2 separate regions of the Rattus norvegicus genome follow, and region 2 is linked to region 1. The links are chromatin contacts, called in public Hi-C maps. All regions are on one chromosome and are shown on one strand. The core of a region is the stretch at or near the end of the contact, and the rest is flanking DNA. Distances in the headings are between cores, read along the strand shown.

What was found. Hi-C and Micro-C count contacts between places; a contact is called where the count stands out from the background.
Region 2: a contact with region 1 is called in a Hi-C map of mammary epithelial cells, with 3 times the contacts expected there. The contact joins the enhancer-like site here to the promoter of Rpl37a in region 1. A contact is called at or near these places in 3 of 12 Hi-C or Micro-C datasets (Schwann cells, kidney and mammary epithelial cells).

Annotation. Positions count from the first base shown.
Region 1 is chr9:81,746,402-81,750,436 of GRCr8, reverse strand. Rpl37a (ribosomal protein L37A) reads right to left here and starts at 2,346. Exons shown (of 4, transcript NM_001205318.2): 1 at 2,307-2,346; 2 at 1,835-1,963; 3 at 1,358-1,440; 4 at 263-380. The coding sequence starts at 2,309. The coding sequence ends at 317.
Region 2 is chr9:82,662,258-82,666,292 of GRCr8, reverse strand. LOC120094708 (a long non-coding RNA gene) reads right to left here. Exons shown (of 3, transcript XR_005489206.2): 2 at 2,528-2,597; 3 at 1-1,690. Among named protein-coding and RNA genes, the nearest start is that of Pincl, 220 kb to the right of the region's middle. Within about 2 kb of position 1,947, at least 5 of the 93 cell types and tissues checked have an H3K27ac peak or open chromatin away from gene starts, as enhancers often do.

The DNA of each region.
Region 1 (4,035 bases), core at 1,097-3,596:
TGTGTAGCAAACCAAGTCTGTCTAGTAAGCAAACATAACTGTCTAGTATGTTTTACAACCTTAGCAACATTTTATGAAGTATATTTCTGAAAAACTAAAATCTTAAGCCAGATGTAATGGCACACAACTGCACTTGGAAGGAGAACCAGGCACTCAAGGCCAGCCAGGGTTACACAGTATGTCTTGAAACAAAAATTTCTTTCCAAAGTTTAAAATACAACATACATCAAAATGTTATAATTAACCACAAACAAGGGAAAACTGTTGTGTAAATTAGCCCATTTATTGCAGACCAGGCAAGTCTCAGGAGGTGCTTCTACTGGTCCTTCAGTTCCTTCAGTCTTCTGATGGCAGACTTCACTGTGACTGCAGAAGTGGTACTGTTAAGAGAAACCATTTCCAACATAACTGTGCATGTTAACACAAACATCCAAGTAAACCTGTACACTGGTCCCTTGATTTTCTCCTGGAAGAAATTATTCATAGTCTCCTTCACCTCCATGCTGCAGAGAATCTTACCTAACAAGACCTCTGATGTCACACTGGCATGTCGCACCCTTTAAAAACCATGACTTGGGGCACTTTCACTCCTGATTTCTCAAATATTGAAAAAGGAGGCAGACCCAGACTCCACATGATCTTAAGGTGCTTTCCTTTGTAGACAGGACAGCAGAGGCCAATGTCAACAGTTCTAAGCCTACACTCCAAAACCAAGCAGTCAGTCAGCCCATACACTGCATGTGTGAGTAGTCAGTCACCTGTCAGGACAACTAACCCCTGCTTCCACCCTTTTGCTATCCTTGTGCACTCAAGGTGTTCTTAAACACATCCAGTGTTTTCAACACCACGACTTCAGTAAACACTGGAACCCACACGTTCAACTTCTTAGCCACTAGCCACACTCAAGAGCAGCTGTTGGTTAATTTGGAAATGCTAAAGCTCTTAAGAACAAAGCAAACAATGACAGACAGGAGGCTTCATCTCAGCATCTCACCTGGTTCTGTCAGAGTCACAGCACTAAATATGCCCAAATAGCCTCAAATCTTTCTACCAACCTCATTAACTTGCAGTGTTCAAGTTCGGTACAAACGCCAATGGACTTAGACAAACCATAATTTTCCAGTTCCAAAGACCCTAGTTGACTGTACAACTCAAAGGAATAGGAGAATCTCCATTTTAATGTAGAGAAACCATAACCTCGTTTTTTGAGACAGGGTTCCACTCTGCAGCCCTGACAAACCCAAAAGCCTATTTGCTTTACCAATCATAAAACTGAAACTAGTCCAACATGTGCCAGACCTGGAACAACAGCTGTGCGGTCCATAGACTTTCCTACACCACAAAGAAAAACACTCACTTGTAGGTCCAGGCCCCACCGGCCACTGTTTTCATGCAGGAACCACAATGCCAGATGCCAACGGCTCGTCTCTTCATCTTGGTCTGTATTTAAAAAAAAAAAAAACTTGTTATGAAATATGTAAAACATAAATCCCTGAGGCTTCCAGAGCATAAACTATGCAAAAGCCAGCTTATCCACATGGAAAATAGTTAAGTTCTAGTAACCCAAGCAGGATTTTACAGGCTACACAAACCTCTTGTGGGCTGGTACAGACTTGTTAACACAGCTATCACTCCCTACGAATGGTCGTTCAGAATACTGCCCTTTCCCTCTCCAAACCATTCATCCTTAAGTTCCTTAGTAATTCCATGTAAACAAAGAATGCTTCACAAAAAGTAACCCCAAACCCTCGTTATCTCACACTGGGCCAGCGGCTTCCCAACAGCCTTGGCTCACGAGCAATCGCACCCTCCTCCCCAGCCGGAGGCGACTTACCTTGCCACAGAAGGAGCAAGTGTACTTAGCGTGCTGGCTGATTTCAATTTTCTTCACCATTTTCCGGAGGGAGGCACCATAGCGGGTCCCGTATTTTCCGACGATCCCGACCTTCTTGGTGCGTTTAGCCTGAGGACAGAGAAACAAATGGACCAGTGACATTTAGCGACAGGAAGCCAGTTTGTGCACGCCAACACGCCGCTTAACACAAACTCAGCTGGAACCTAGTTCCCCTCAAGCTCAGCCACCAAGAACAGCATGCACCGGGAGCGCAAGGCTCCGGAGCGGCGCTGGGCCAAGTCCCATCGAGCCGCCTCCGGCAGCGTACGGAACTCCAGACAACACGAGAGTCCCGACAGCAGACAGGACACCGGACGGCACAGACTACCCGAGGGGAGTGAGGGCGGGAAGCCGGAGAGAACGGCAGATGCAGATGGATAGCGACTTCCAAAGCAGTTACGCAAAAACTCACCATGTCGCCGGAACCGAAGCCCAAGCCCGAAGAGGAAGAGACGCAACGGGCATGCGCGGTTTTAGACCGGCGAGCGGAAGTGACGTAAGCATCCTCTCTAGGACGCGAACTCGGTGTTCTAGAGGTCTATTCGCTGTCTCCTGGCGGTACGCTGGGGAATGTTTAGATGCTTAGAAGTCGTTCACTAGCTGGAAGCCCACCCTTCTTAGATTACACATACACCAAAGTTCTACAGAACAGGTGTGATTTCTTCCGTTCTGTTCGCGAGGTTTTAGGTGACTTTCCTTTAAGTGTTTAAAGCATAATGTTTGTGACTAAGTCTCATTGCCTTCCCACTATATTATATTTCTGAAATTCGTCAGGCCCGGTGCCAGATGCTGACCATAGTAAAAACCTAGGATCCGCTCCTAGGCCAATTTTCAGTTCAGCTGGGAGACAGTCATATTCGTCACAATTACGAAATCTCACAAAGTGTTGCTGATCAGAGTTCTGGGGATAAGGTAAGGAAGAGGGTCTACCTGAGTCCAAGACCCTAGAGCGGTGGTTCTCAACCCCTTTCTGATCGAGCCACCCTTTCACAGGGAATCACATAAGACCACTAGAAAACACAGATATTTACAGTTCATAACAGTAGCAAAATTACAGTTATGAAGTAGAAAGGAAACTAATTTTATGCTTGGCGGGGGATCACTACAACATGAACTGTATTAACTAGTCAGGGCATTAGGAACTTAGAGATCTGGAATTCTAAGAAAAATGTGGTTAGCTTTGAGGTGGTTTCAGCAGTTAGGAACGTTATGGTTGGATTCTCAGCCCCACAAGCAGTTCACTTTCTGAGTACCAGACACACACATGGTGCACAGTCCTTATGTGCAGGCAGAACACCACACACAAAATAATGAAATAAAATTGTTCAAAAGTAAGAAAAGTGTAATTTTGAGGCTGGGATGAGTTAACAATCATTCCAGTTTTGCCTTCCGTTTGGCCCCTCAGTCCTGACTGGGGTTTCCTATTCATTTCTGAAACCATTCGCTGGCCCAGTAATCAGATTCCTGGTCCAAGTGTTGAAACCTTAAATTCCAACACTCTGTGATCCTCAACTATTATCTTCCTCTGAGTTCTCTCCAAGGGATAAGTCAGGAAGTCCCTTTTCACATTCAGGACAGGAAGGAAGTAAATGTTTTGGTTTTTTTTTTTTGGGGGGGGGGGTATTTGATTTTGAGCCAGGGTTTCTCTCTATCTCTGGCCGTCTTAGAAATCACTATGTAGACCCCATGTGGCATAAAACTTTTTAAAGTGTGTTCTACGTGAAGAAATAATATTGTTTGTTGGCTGGGTGGTGATGGTAGATGTTTTCGATCCTAGCAATCAGGAGGAAGAGGAAAGTGGATCTCTGTGAGTTCAAGGCCATCAACAAGGCCTAGACAGCCAGGGCTAAACAGAAACCCTGCCTTTAAATTTAAAAAAAGTTTTGCTGCCTTTTTTCATGGGATGGCCAGGAAACACAAAGCTTGGCTAGCTGTGGAACAAGAATGTAGGAGAATGCCAGTAGGCACTGTGACATTACCTCACCGTATTCCCAGTCGGAACTCCAGTAATGAGTAGTTTCATTTCACACAACTAAATATCAACTACCTGAAATGATTTCTTGTGTGTTTTTGTCTCTTCACAATTATGTTGAAAGCAGCTTTCGGGCAGGCATGTATTTTGTATCTTTACTTCTGTGGAG
Region 2 (4,035 bases), core at 698-3,197, 920 kb before region 1:
CTTACTGAGAGAGCCTGCTGGTTTCAGTCTCCAGGGTAGAGAAGAGAGTTCTTCAGGATGGCATTGACCTGGATGCTCTCTTACTAGACTAATGGTACTTGGTTCTAGAAGATACTTCCCTTCCCTCCACTGCCCAAACACACATTCTCTCTCTCTCTCTCTCTCTCTCTCTCTCTCTCTCTCTCTCTCTCTCATTACTGGTTTACCTCAATCATTCCTCATGCAAGGCAATGTCTTAAGTTGGAGTGTGAAAGAAGAGGGAGGCAAGGAAGGAAGAGGAGGGTGGGGGAGATAAAGGCAGAGAGAAAGATGAAGACAGGGATAGGGAGGTAGGACAGGAATTTTCACTTGGGAGGTAGGACAGATACTAAGGCTAATGATGGAAGTCAAGTGTCATTTCATAGCTTCTGGAACTGGTGCCACGGTGTGAGCAGCAAAGAGATAGAGGGCACAGAGATTCCAGACATTTGGAACCATTACACAGAGCATTATGGAACTGACATCCTTTTCCTTTTGTTAGTCCAACATCATCACCATCATCTGAAGAGGCAGGCTGTTTCAGCTCCTCTACCATGCAGGCAGATTTACACACTATGTGGCAATCTCTTAAGCAGAGGTGGAGTTGATATGGCAAGCCATCTCTCTAAATCTGAACCATTTATTATCTCTAAAGTCTAGCCTGCCAGAAGTTCTGTCATCAAAAGCCACTTTCATAAGCACACTGTGTCCATGGCCATGCCCCAAGATTTGCAGAGTGGATGGCATGTATGGCTGCCTCATTTTGATGTGTTTCCTTCAGACTTTCCTGAGTCAAGAACTCTGCTTAGGATTTCACAAACACTGTGCCATTGCCACAACAAGAATCCCATTTTGCAGAAGTCAAAGAGGTTAGGCATCTCATTTGAAGGCAGAGAACCACCGTGGTACAAACCTGAGCATGGAGCTCAAAGACCCATTCTTTTCACCTGGCTTCTCCATCTCTACATCTGATGTCTTGGCTGGGGTAGTGTCACTTAGAACATTTATTTGTGATGTCTTTGGAATGACAGTTGCAGCATAGTGGGACCTCTGACATGAACGTCCACTTTCCAAGAGGGAGACAGTGAATGACTTGGGTCTGCATGACTTTTTATGACCTGGCTTTGAGCATCATCAAGCCACATGTTCCCAATAATTACATACTGCTCATTTTATAGGAAAGGGACATTCTCCATCCCCAACTCAATAGCGCATTGTCAAAGACTTTGGACATATTTAAAAGCCACCAGATGTGATAAAATTGTGGGTCAGTAAATAAATGGGCTGGATGGATTGAGATCCTGATGTATGCTGAAGACTATGCTTGTTTGATTCTCATTTAAAGAGTTAAAAAGCCTAGGATGGCAATTTGTGCCTTCATTTGACTGAAGTCATTTAATCCCTCTGTGGGCAAGGTGATGGGTGGAAAAGTAGGTACCAGCTCAGGGCAGAAGGGCAGCTGGATATCACCCACCAATGGGATGTTGTCCGAAAGGCTCTCAAAATGCTCTGCCACATGAGATGTCATTCTGAGTCAGGGTCAGTTCACTGAATCTCAGTCTTTCACTTTATAGTTGGCAAGGCTGAAGCGACTGGAAGAGTCTTATCCAAGGTGATGCCATCCAGCCTGGTGGCCTGTAGCTCTGTGTATCTATAGGAGTAGAGTGTGTCTCTAGAAGCAGAAATAAACAGAGGTGGAGAGTTTATCTCTCAGTCACACTGGCTGCCTTTTAGGGCCCAAGTGCTACTTGTGGCTGGTGGGGACTCCACCCAGTAAAGTAGATAATAGTCAGACCCGCAGCAGCACTGATCTACTGGCACACAAGCTGCTGGATTTGGAGGGAACTCTAGGCAGGAAGGCCCAGTCCTCTGTTGACCAGGCCTTGGAACTTTCCCCAGGGACGCTGTGGGTAGCTGGGAACTGGCTGTCAGAAGAGGTTCAGAACTTCTCTAAAGCCCTAAGCCTGCCTTCTCCATTTGCATGTCCACTTTGGTCTGGCTCACTCTCATTAGATTTGTAGCAAGAGGCTAAAGGCTTGGCTGACTAGAGAGAGCCTGGCTGAATCTTTGGGGAGGGACCCTGTTTAGGGATTCAAAGGACCTAGGAGAGAAGCTCTCTGACAATAGCACTGTAGAGGCTGATAAGACCCCTGCCAGGAGAGGGAGGCTGCCTAGAGATCTACACATTCGCCACTTCTGACTACAGTCCTGGATCTCAGAAGAATACTACCCTGCTTCAGCCCCTCACCCTCTGTATTGTACCTCAGCTTGGATAAGAGACCAAAAGCCAGTGCAGTCCCTTCACAGTCTTCATGGAGGCCTTTGACATTAGCATTACCTCCCTTTTATTGGATTAGGGGCAAACACTATTTCTCCTTTCATCTGTAGTTGCATGGAGGGGATGCTAGCACCCACCTTCCCCATTCTACTTTCAGGCGTTACCAAGGCTGCTTTGGCCCCGTGCCTACTCTGGAGCAGGGCAGCAGAGGTTAGAGTCTTGGCTACTTACCCTGAGTCCTCTTCCAACCCCACAAGTGATTTAGCCAAGTTGTTCATCATTTTGGACTTCAGTTTCTCATCTGCAAAACGAAGAGGAAGTGACTAAGCCAGTGTTTCTCACAGACCACGTGATCAGGAGCCTCCCGAGGAGCATGCTGAAGGGCAGGTGTGACCGACTAGGTCTGAGAGCAACCTGAGACTCTGTGTTTCTTAGAATCCCGGGGCTGCTTTTGTTGCTTATCTATAGTGGCAAGGGTGTAGTACTGTGTGTGGGATGCTTCCTATATAAATAGGAACATCCTGTTTGTGCTCTTTAGTAGGGAAACCACCTACTGCAGGAGACTGCCGAGCACTTAAAGCCTAGCTGGTGAGTTCAAGGAGCTAGCTTTTCGGTTTTTACCTTGTCTTAATGAATTAGGGTATCCAGCGGCTACCATGTTGGATGGCACAGCGTGGGTATCCTCTAAGACATTTTACTGACCAGCTGTGTGGAGTTAGATAGGTGGTTTAATTTCTCAGACTCACAGCTTTACCACGAGTACAAGTAAAAACAAAAAGGTAACGTTTCCTGTTTATCAGGGAGGCTGGTCGGCTGGTAAGAATAGTCTGTAGTCTGAGCAGACATGTGCTATGTAGTTATGGTACTATTATTACTGTTACTACTCTTGGTATCTTACAGTGGAGCAGTGGGAAGAAAACGGTATTGAAGTTAGACAAACTGTATTAAAATCTCAGATCCAACTAGCTCTTGTTGTTTTGGGCTTCTGCAAACTTTGGTGGCAGCAGCTCTAAATAGCAGCTTTCCAGGATGGAGACTCTTAAACGCATCAAAAGTTAAGCAGCTACAGGTACAATGTGCAGGATACAGGAGGTAATCAATATGTTCGGTCAAACACTATCCTACCACTCTTAGATGCCAGGGTTCAAATCCTGGCCCTTCCTAGCCATGTGTTCTTGGGAACCTATTAGATCTCCTTTCCTTAGTTTTATTGTCTGCTAGAGGAAGATCAGGATCATATCCAGGAAAGTCTGGCTACTGATGTTGCCATTTGACAAGTGGTGAGTGAGTTCTCTCCGTATTCTGTTAGGAATCTGATAAAGAATGACAAATAAAACTGGAAACTCACCCGGCTCCTCCCATCTGTATGATTCTGTGCTAAGTCAGATTCATATGATGCTGAGGGTGGGTGGTGGTGTAACTGGGAGGACAGACAAGGCCTTGTGAAAAGAGGCATTTCAAGGGAGCCAACACACAGTTGATGACTGGATGTTGGGAGGGAGGCAGAGTCTGGGCTGCAGATGTGAGTGTATACCTTGTCTGCTCACAAGGTTGTTAAGAATCAGTAGGAGGTCATGTGCAAATGACCAAGGTGGCATGTTTGGGAGGAGCTTAGCACATGGGTGTCTCTTCTCCTCTGTGGTGCTGCAGAGCCGTACCCCATGCTGGCTGGGCAGTCTCAGGCCCTGCACGGGAACTCATCCTTCTTGTAGTTCAGGTCTCCCTAAATTAGGAACATT